3 separate regions of the Zea mays genome follow, and all the other regions are linked to region 2. Evidence: chromatin contacts called from public Hi-C and HiChIP or PLAC-seq data. All regions are on one chromosome and are shown on one strand. The core of a region is the stretch at or near the end of the contact, and the rest is flanking DNA. Distances in the headings are between cores, read along the strand shown.

Region 1 (3,122 bases), core at 233-2,732, 180 kb after region 2:
TTGCAGAACAGCAGATCTATTGGTGTATGCACCAATAGTTCTCCTTCAGCTGCAGACTTAAGTAGCCATTTTTTCCAGACTAACATAAATAGGATAGCCCATTTTGTAAATGGTTTAAAAAATTGCAAAGATCTTGATAAGGATTAGATAAGCAACCATACAATAAGTGAAACTAATTATATGAAAACACCTTGGAATGCAACTAGACCCGGCGTTTGTAGATTCTAAATGAGTCATTCTTAAATAAAAAAGTAACAAAGTACTAAAACACTTCTTGAGCTGAGGAAAATGAAGACAAGCTCACCTTGTCATTTCGCTTATATGCCCTCTTGAGCTGGAGCACGACACGAACAAGAAGCAACTTCCCAATCTCAGGGAACTTGGTATTCACAACCGCAACTAGCGCAGCAAATACATCAGTAAACCCAGGCGAGGCCATCTGTGACTTGATGCAAGACTGACAGAAGAGCCCCCGCCCACGAACAAGGTTCTCTGCAAAGAGCTCTGGCACTATATTCTTGATATTGGTCGCATTCACCTTATTCACCAGCCCATTGATGCTCTTCTTGAGAGCATCCCAGGTGAGGCGCTGATACTCAGGGCTCGACTTGTCCTCCATATCACGCATCATCTGCGCCATGCGGAAAGGCGGGATGTAGATCCCACCCGTGCGCCCAGGGATCATCTCCGGAAGGAGCGGCGGTGGGGGAGGCAGTGGCGGGGTCAGCTCCTTCACAGGGCTTCTACGGCGCTCGTCTCCCTCGTCCTCCCTTCGCCTACGGTCGTCCCGCCGCCTCGAACCCTCGTCTCGGCGCCGGCGGCGATGGCGACGGCCGTCGGGCGAGGACCCTGACTCCGAGCTAGGGCTCCGGCGCCGGTGGCGCCGTCTGTCTTTCTCCCGGTCTCGCTTGCCACGGCGGTCGTCCGGCTCATCATCCGGATCCCTAGCCCGCCTGCGACGACGTCCTTCCTCCTTCTCATCGTCGGAAACCCTATCGCGCATCCTCCGGCGTTCGCCACCTTCCTCCCCGTCTGAAACCCTGTCGCGCCGGGGAGATCGGTTGTCGCCGTCTTCATCCCTTCCGGGCTTGGCGTGGCCGTTCTCCTTCTCCTCAGAGGGCTTGGCGTCTCGGCCGCGGCCGCGGCTGTCGGAATCGGGCGGCGAAGCCCTAGATCTGCGACGGCGGTCCGCGTCGACGCCGAGGGAAGGCGAGCGAGGTGGATACGGGGACGCGCGGCGCTTGCGGCGGCGCGGGGAGACGTCATCGTGGTGGCTGTGGCGGCGGCGGCGCGGCGGGGAGACGGAGTTAGCCATAGCCGGGACCGAGGGTTTTGTGGTTTGTGGTAATAATTCTAGGGAAGCGGGGTCGTGGCCGCGAGCCCGCGAGAGGGGAAAGGATGGAAATTGGATACGAAGAAAATAGAAATCGGTTCGATCGGTTCTGTGTAGCCGACAAGAGATCGATTCGATCGGTCCCGTGTAGCCTAGTAAGTAGTAAGGGTCAGATCTAAGCTTTCAGCTTTTTTGAAATTTTATAATTTAGCTTTGGAACCATTTAAAAATAAAAAGCTTCAAGAAGTTAAAAATCGAAAGCTCAAACCATTTAAAAATAAAAAGCTTCAAGAAGTTAAAAATCGAAAGCTCACTAGAGTAAGTTCTGAACCCTATTTGGTACAACTTATTTTCAGTTTTTAATAGATTTACGAGGTATTTAAATGCACTACAACTAATAGTTAGTTAGTTAAAATATTGCTAGTTAAATTAGCTAGCTAGTTAACTATTAGATAATTTGCTAAAATAGCTAATAGCTAAAGTAATACCTAGATTGTTTCATTGTCTTCAGTTAATTTTAGCAGCTAACTATTAGATCTAGTGCATTCAAACACCCCATAAGCAGAAGTTTTGCTAAACAGGTAGCTTACACAACAGTTTATCAGTTTAGCTGCTTCTCGAAATAAACTTGTCGGTGTTTGGACCACGGGTCCTTAACCAACTAGTAAATGTGTCGCGTAGCCGACTCTAGATGGTGAGCGAGAAGACACAAGCAGTTATCCTGGTTCGGGCAATACAATGCCCTATTCCAGCAGAGGAGGATGAGGCTTATATTACTCGCACTGTGGTGCTTGTAGTAGGGGGTTTACAAGCACGGCGGGAGAGAGGAAGTCCCGAGTCCATAGAGATGATTGAGTCAAATACTAATATCTAAGACAAAGTGGGGGAGTGAGCGTTCGTCTGCGTGTCCCGTGGATGGATCGTCCTCTTGGGGGATCACTGCCCTATTTATACACGAAGGGGAGCGTCTACAGTGAAGCTGGTGTTGTATCCGAAGGAGAGACGTCTTGGCGCCCTGTAAGCCGACGTGATGACGCACTGTGCTGCTGACTCGCGCCTGCTGATTTCCCGTAGAGAGCCGAGGCAGAGACCGAGGGGTTGTCCGTACGCCCGAGCCCCCGAGGGAGAGGTTGCCCATGCCGTAGTTGTTGTAACAGCGCCGGGGTATGGGCCAAAGGCTGCTTACGGGGTGTGTCAGCGTCCTGACACGGGATGACGTCGAGATTCCCTGTTGCGCTTATCGAGATCAGAGCCCCTGGTTAGTTGAGGCGGAAGTCTTCCCGAGGCGTTAGTCGAGCCGTCCCTTGACGTGCACCACAGTCGGGCGGAGTGGCCGTCTGCAGGATTCACGGCGTAGTAGGTGGCCAAGGCCGAGCTCGGGCGAGGTGGAGAATTTGCCCGAGGACCAAACTTGATGTTGGTCGAGGCGGAGAAATCACCCGAAGGCTAGAGCCGAGGTCGGACGAGGCAGAGAGATCGCGCCCGCGGGCTGAATCCTGCTTCGGGTGAGGCAGAGAGATTGCGCCCGAAGGCCAGTCTACTCGACTTGTCGTATTAGGCGTCCCATCGGAGGGTGGCAGGCGGCGTGCGCACACTGTAGTGTAAACGTAATCATGTTGTGGCGCCAGACATGATCGTCGTCTTATCTATCACTGTGCTCTGTTGTCGTAGCATGGGTTGGCACACGCATTAAATGTGCATGTCCCCTTCCTATTTTCGGGTGCCCCTGTCCTATTTGTCTGAGGCTGGCTCGGGCGAGACGGTCGGTGCGGCGGCAACCTCAAGCGAG
Region 2 (3,114 bases), core at 545-3,044:
GCGAGCGAAGCTTGCTGTCTCGGCGAGCGCTTCGAAGGTGAGCAGCGCGCCGCCGTCGTCGGAGAGGTAGCAGGCGAGCTTCTCGACCGGGTAGTCGGCCGCGAGGATGGAGAGGATGGTGTTGGCTGTGACGAGCGGCGGCTCCTTCTCCGGGTCGGCGGTGGAGACGAAGACGTCGATGCCGGGCAGGTCGGAGTGGCCCTTGGGATTGCGGGCGGTGGGCAGCTCGAAGCGCTCGGCAAGGACATCCAGGTCGGCGGCCCGGTGGATGGGGCAGAGCTTGGGGAGGCTGTCGAGAAGCCAGGAGAAGGCGAACCAGACCTCGCACGTCACCGAAAGCGCCCACAACCACACCGCCTCTGGGTTCGGGTGCCGAATACGCCATGTCAGGAAGAACCCCAGCGCTACGAGACGGATTGCGATCAGCAGCCTGTACCGGAGAGCAGAGTTAAATCTACCATAACCGCACAGAAATCTATTGTTTTCAGAGGGATTTTTCTAATAAATCTCTTGCCATTAATTTGCTACCTGTAAGGACTGAGGATGGCCTGAGATATGCTGGTCTTCCTGGTGAGCGGCCGGCGGCAGCGGGAGCCGAAGTTGGGCGGCTCCTCGAATCCAGAGAAGCCGCCGCCACCGCCACCGCCGCCGTGTCCGTCCTTGGGCCAGAGCGCGTTGCCGTAGCCATAGGTGCCCTTGGTCTCGAAGAGCCAGCGCGCGTGGTCGAACTCGGCCGGCTTTCCTCCGCCGCCACCGTTGTTGCTGGGCATCTTCATGGAGTGTATGAGGGAGAAGCGCTTCGCCATTGACGTGAGCGGCAGCTGGTCCCGCTCCTCGGACGAGGAGACGGCCTCATCGTCCTCGCCATCGTCGTCGGTGTCGCTCCCCGCAGAGTAGGGCTCCTTGCACCCGGGGCAGTTCCCCGCGGCCGCGACGCAGTCCGCGTAGCACTCGCGGCAGATCATGAAGCCGCAATCGCACGGCCCGCCGCCGGCGCCAGAGGACAGGAACGCCGGCATGTCGCAGCCGCGCATCTTGCACGACATGTTGGCGGAGGCCGCGACCGCGGCGCTGTTGGCGGAGGTGTTGAGAACGTGGCCGCGCGTGGCCTGGTTGAGTCCGCCCGTGAAGATGGTACCGGAGATGTAGCTCCTCTGCGCCCGCACCCCCGCCGCGCCGCCGTCCTCGTCGTACGCCGTCGGCGCTGGCGCATCGACGGAGTCAGCGGACGCCGCCACCGTCCGCTCGGGTGTGGGCGGGATGTGCACGGTGTAGTGCACGAACTCGGCGCTGTCATCCGCGCCTGCACCGCCGTCCAGCGACGCGTACCGGCTGCCACCGCTCCGGCGCACGGGCGAGAGCTGCACAGTGGGGATGGTGGAGGACCCCGCCCCACCGAGCGAGTGCCTCGGCGCAGGGCTGGTGAGCCCGATCCTGCCGCCGCTCCTCTTGATCACCCCGTCCCCGGGGCTCTCAGCCTTGCCCCTCGTCGGCGACACAGTCACCGTGACTTGCGACCCCGCCGGCAGCGACAGCCGGCGCGACATCGCTCCCAGAAATCAAATCAACTCCACGGCCAACCAGCGAAACTAGCGATCCAGACCAGCTCGATGGATCTCTCAAAGCTCAGCTCAGCTCAGACCCACCAGAAAAGGCTGGAGCTTGCTGCACCCACCACTCGCGCTCCCATGAACCGTGGAAAGCTCGGAGAAGGTTTCCAACAAAGGATCGGGCCGGAATTATAGCGCTCTGAAGGCTGGAGCTCGTGAGCATAGAGTGATGAGTGAGCAATCGATGAGCTCGCAAACCGAGGAGGAAGAGGATCTGGTGGGGCGCAGGGCGTGGCAGCGCCTGTATTTATTCCGTCGGACGCTTCGCCTTCGCTTTTTGAAATGGCGAGCAGAGTTGCCGGCCGCCCCAACGGTCGAGTCACTTGCGCTGACGTGGCCGCGCAACGGTCGGGGGCGCGGGGCGGATCCGGCCGTCTGGTGGGGAATCGGACGGTGCACGTTTGGTTGGGCCGAGCGGGCGGCAAGGCTGGTAGCCGTTTGCGGAGAGAGGGGAGGAAGCTATTGGGGCCCACGCGGGGGAGTACAGAGGCGCGCGCGGGGACGGGGACCACATGTTACTGACGGGTGGGCCGTATGATAGGGGCTTTGCTTCGGCGGCTGGTGCGTGATGCTCGTGAATCCGTGATGGAATGAAATTGTTTGTCTTGTCTCACTCCGTGGTGAATCGCGATTAATTGTAGAATTAATCACCTCGTACTCGTATTTCGTACCATTGGCTGTGAAAAAAATTACCGGAGTTAACCTGTTAACTTACCATCATGTGGGCCCTATGAGATTAAGGCTAGCTTAGTAGAGCTCTACACGTAGATCTGATTATGGGTCATCCGACTCGACCATAAAAAAGAACATGGTCTGACCCGACCCAACTAATATAACAGTCGGATACTTGTCGTAATTTTCGACCCACAATAAGGCTTGTTTGGTTGGCACCCAGGTAAATGTAGAGATGGCAATGAGTACCCGCTACCCGAAACCCGGTGGGTTTTTGCTCTATTAGGGTATGAGTTTGAGTCAATTTCTATATCAATGAGTTTGTTAATGGGTTCAAATGGAAACCCAACGGGTACGTGGGCATGGGTTTATTCTTCCACTACCCATACCCGCAAACCCATGGGTTTTTAAAACCCGCCTTAAAATCATCATTCCTTATAAATATGTCTCATAATATTATTAATTGAATATGTTCTAATTGAAATAAACTTCATGTAACAAATTTTAAGCTAAAATTAGTTATCACTTGTTCCTTTTATCCTAGCTTATTAATGTATTGATTGTTATTTACATGATAAATTATTTTTTATGTTGATGTTAGTGGGTATGGGAACCCCGTTGGGTACCCGAAACTCGCATGTGTATGGGTTTGGGTAAAATTTTATACCCGTCATGGGTATGGGCTTTTTAACAGGCATATTTTTTTCTTCGCGGGTATGAGTTTGGGCAAGTAATACCCAGCGGGTTTTTACCCGTTGCCATCTCTAGGTAAATGTGTGGTCAGATAGCTCCCCACGTCGATTTTGAACGTCTAGGGGCTGGATGGACCTGT
Region 3 (2,732 bases), core at 203-2,702, 130 kb after region 2:
TGATTGCGGTCTGATGGTCTATCCGCAAAGCAAACCATTGGGGAGCCCATCAGGCAGCCCATGATACGTTTCTATGTTCATGAAGACCCGAAGGATATCTACCCCCACAACCCCTGAGGCTCAAGCCAACTTTTAGAGTAATTGGCTCGACACTATAAGGAAGAATGGTACCCTTTGACTTTTCTAAGCTTTTGAAGGCAGCTTTGCTCCATCTCTGTATTGGCCTAGCTCCCGAGCTTTGAATTGATTTGAGCATCAATCAACTCAAAGGTCTTCACAATTTGTGTTTTGAGTTTAGCTTTGTCTCGTCTTTGTGTCCATTAGGTGCACCGTAGGTGCACCCAATGGATGTAGCCCCCGAGGTTTGAATTAATTTGAGCATCAATCAACTCAAAGGTCTTCACAATATGCTTTTGAGTTTAACTTTGTCTCATCTTTGTATGCACCCAATGGGTGTAGTCCTTGAGCTCTGAATTGATTTGAGCATCAATCAACTCAAAGGTCTCCACAATCTGCCTTTGAGTTTAGCTTTGTCTTATCTTTGTACCCATTGGGTGTAGCCCTCGAGGTTTGAATTGATTTGAACATCAATCAACTCAAAGGTCCTCATAATATGCCTTTAGAAGATTCTGGTTTACTGTAACAAACGGGGCCGACTGAGATTCGCCTGATTGAAACCATGGCGACTGAAACCGACATGAAGAGGTGCCCTAGGGGATACCCCTTCAGTCGGTACGATGCCGAAGAATGGGGTATCCGACTGAATGAGGTGACCAGTTGGGATGCCCGAGGCCTGTATAATATTCATAAAAAGTAAACCTCAAATTTGTTCTATATTTTATAAAAATAATTGATATAAGATTCGTATACAAATACAAATTCATTTTTTTCACATTTTTTTGTAGGGAGAAAATAATGCACACAAAAAACTACACAAAATTTTATTTTTATACTTCACAATATTCTTAATAACATAAATAAAAATTAGCTTCAAATTCTATGTTTATCTATGTTAAAATATTAGAGTTGTCATATAGGTTGGACGTTTTAGGAACATCCTTAGTCTCTGAGGGATTAAATGGAAAAAAAAATACAAGAGCTAGTCCATTCTACACGACTCTCTATATATATTGTGTGTTAACTATATTTATGAAGTGATTGATTAAAAACACATATCTACGCGACTCTCCATATTTTACATATATATTATTTCTTGATTATATTTATGATGCGACTCATTTTAAAAACATCTCAGTACTGTATTACAAAAGACAACTGTTAGTTCATTATCACACCACATCGATGGTTCTCTGACAGGTTTGGCCCACAGGCTCATGCACGTCCTCGATGCCTAGCGTTGTGCGGCAGGACTTTGAGAACCGGTGTTGACGGCATGCATTTTATTTTTTTGCATCGAACACACTGTGGTTAGTTCTAGCCTCCCAGCCACCCACGCTTCTCTCGTCCCTCCCCTTTGTCGGTGTCTTCCCCCTCTCTCTTCTCTTCTCTACAAATCTCTCTTCCGCATCCGCCGCAAAACCCTAACCTAAGCGGCTCAACCCTACGATTACCGCCGCCGCCGCCCCCCGCTCGCCCACGCAAGCTTGGGCGGGCCTCCCTCAGCTCGGCCAAGAGCCCGACCCCCTGCTCCGGCACCAGCGCCGCCACCGCCATGGATATGGAAGTGTACGAGCGCCTCACCGCCGAAACCAGTCACTACCGTGGCACGCGTTTCGGTGAGTCAGATACCCGATTCCCCCTTTCCAAGTATTTTGCGGGTCATGTGCGGAGTTTCGAGGATTTCTGGTGGAGGTTTTGACTGGGTTTTGTGCTGCCGCAGATGCGCTGATCGGGCTCGACGAGGTGGAGCCTAGTGACGAGGAAGAGGATGAGGAGGAAGAAGAGCGAGCGGCGGGTGCCGGGGCTGGAGACGAGCTGCTCTGCCCGTTCTGCAGCGAGGAGCTGGACGCGGTGGGGCTGTGGTGCCATATGGACGACGAGCACCGTGCTGAGGTCAATGCCGGGGTAATTTCATCTCATTCTTTTATGGGAAGATGCAAATTTCTAGTCTTTTCTACTATGAGCTCTTCTAGCTGTAGACGTTAGGTTATTCATCCCACGAAGTGCCGCAGAACATGTTGGATTTTTATTTCTGTATTAGTATATGGAGTATGCCTGCGTTTTTGACCTGATTTAGCTGTCAATATTAGATCTTACACGTATAGTTGTCATCTTTCGGACGTCGAGGGTCCTGCTCTTTGCATATAGCGTGTGAGTGAGCTGCTTTTATCTATGTTGGATTGGTAGTTGTAAAGATAGGGATTTTGAGCTGTGTAAGACGCCTCTGCTAGTACAAGTGTACAACATTGTATGTATCAGCTCATTTTAGTTCTAGGTCTAAAATTTTAGTAGATGGTGGGATGGAATTCTGGGCTGTGCAAGTTACGCTTGCTTTTGTACTAAGCTTGCTATGCTGCTTTTATTTCCAGTGAACAAGGTGCTTATGCTTATGTACCAAACATTGTTTGGAGGCTCCTTTTAGTTGTTAAGATTGAGATTTTAGCTGCAAATGTTGTGTTTTTCTAGTTCTCTTGTCTCCATTTGAGCCTAATTTTAGTCATAGGTCATGGATTCTGTTGCATAGATGTGCTTTTGGTTTTCAAGGTGCTTCTGTGTATATAGAAGAGTGTTTGTGCTTCTTATTTTGCTGCTAAGACAATATACCAGATTCA

The links. Hi-C and Micro-C count contacts between places; a contact is called where the count stands out from the background. HiChIP or PLAC-seq counts read pairs in DNA pulled down with a chosen protein or histone mark.
Region 1: a contact with region 2 is called in a Hi-C map of bundle sheath, with 1.8 times the contacts expected there. The contact joins the promoter of LOC103640938 here to the promoter of LOC100216739 in region 2. A contact is called at or near these places in 2 of 25 Hi-C or Micro-C datasets (bundle sheath and endosperm).
Region 3: an H3K4me3 HiChIP or PLAC-seq map of leaf shows a contact between it and region 2, with 3 times the contacts expected there. The contact joins the promoter of LOC100284110 here to the promoter of LOC100216739 in region 2. A contact is called at or near these places in 5 of 25 Hi-C or Micro-C datasets (ear, leaf and tassel) and 1 of 3 datasets of contacts at active chromatin or transcription factors (leaf).

What each region holds. Positions count from the first base shown.
Region 1 is chr10:22,371,533-22,374,654 of Zm-B73-REFERENCE-NAM-5.0, reverse strand. LOC103640938 (pre-mRNA-splicing factor CWC22 homolog) reads right to left here and starts at 1,482. Exons shown (of 8, transcript XM_020545568.2): 1 at 305-1,482. The coding sequence starts at 1,315.
Region 2 is chr10:22,553,775-22,556,888 of Zm-B73-REFERENCE-NAM-5.0, reverse strand. LOC100216739 (Putative cellulose synthase-like family protein) reads right to left here and starts at 1,794. Exons shown (of 3, transcript NM_001359489.1): 1 at 529-1,794; 2 at 1-430. The coding sequence starts at 1,547.
Region 3 is chr10:22,425,007-22,427,738 of Zm-B73-REFERENCE-NAM-5.0, reverse strand. LOC100284110 (fiber protein Fb2) reads left to right here and starts at 1,452. Exons shown (of 5, transcript NM_001157007.2): 1 at 1,452-1,736; 2 at 1,841-2,025. The coding sequence starts at 1,673.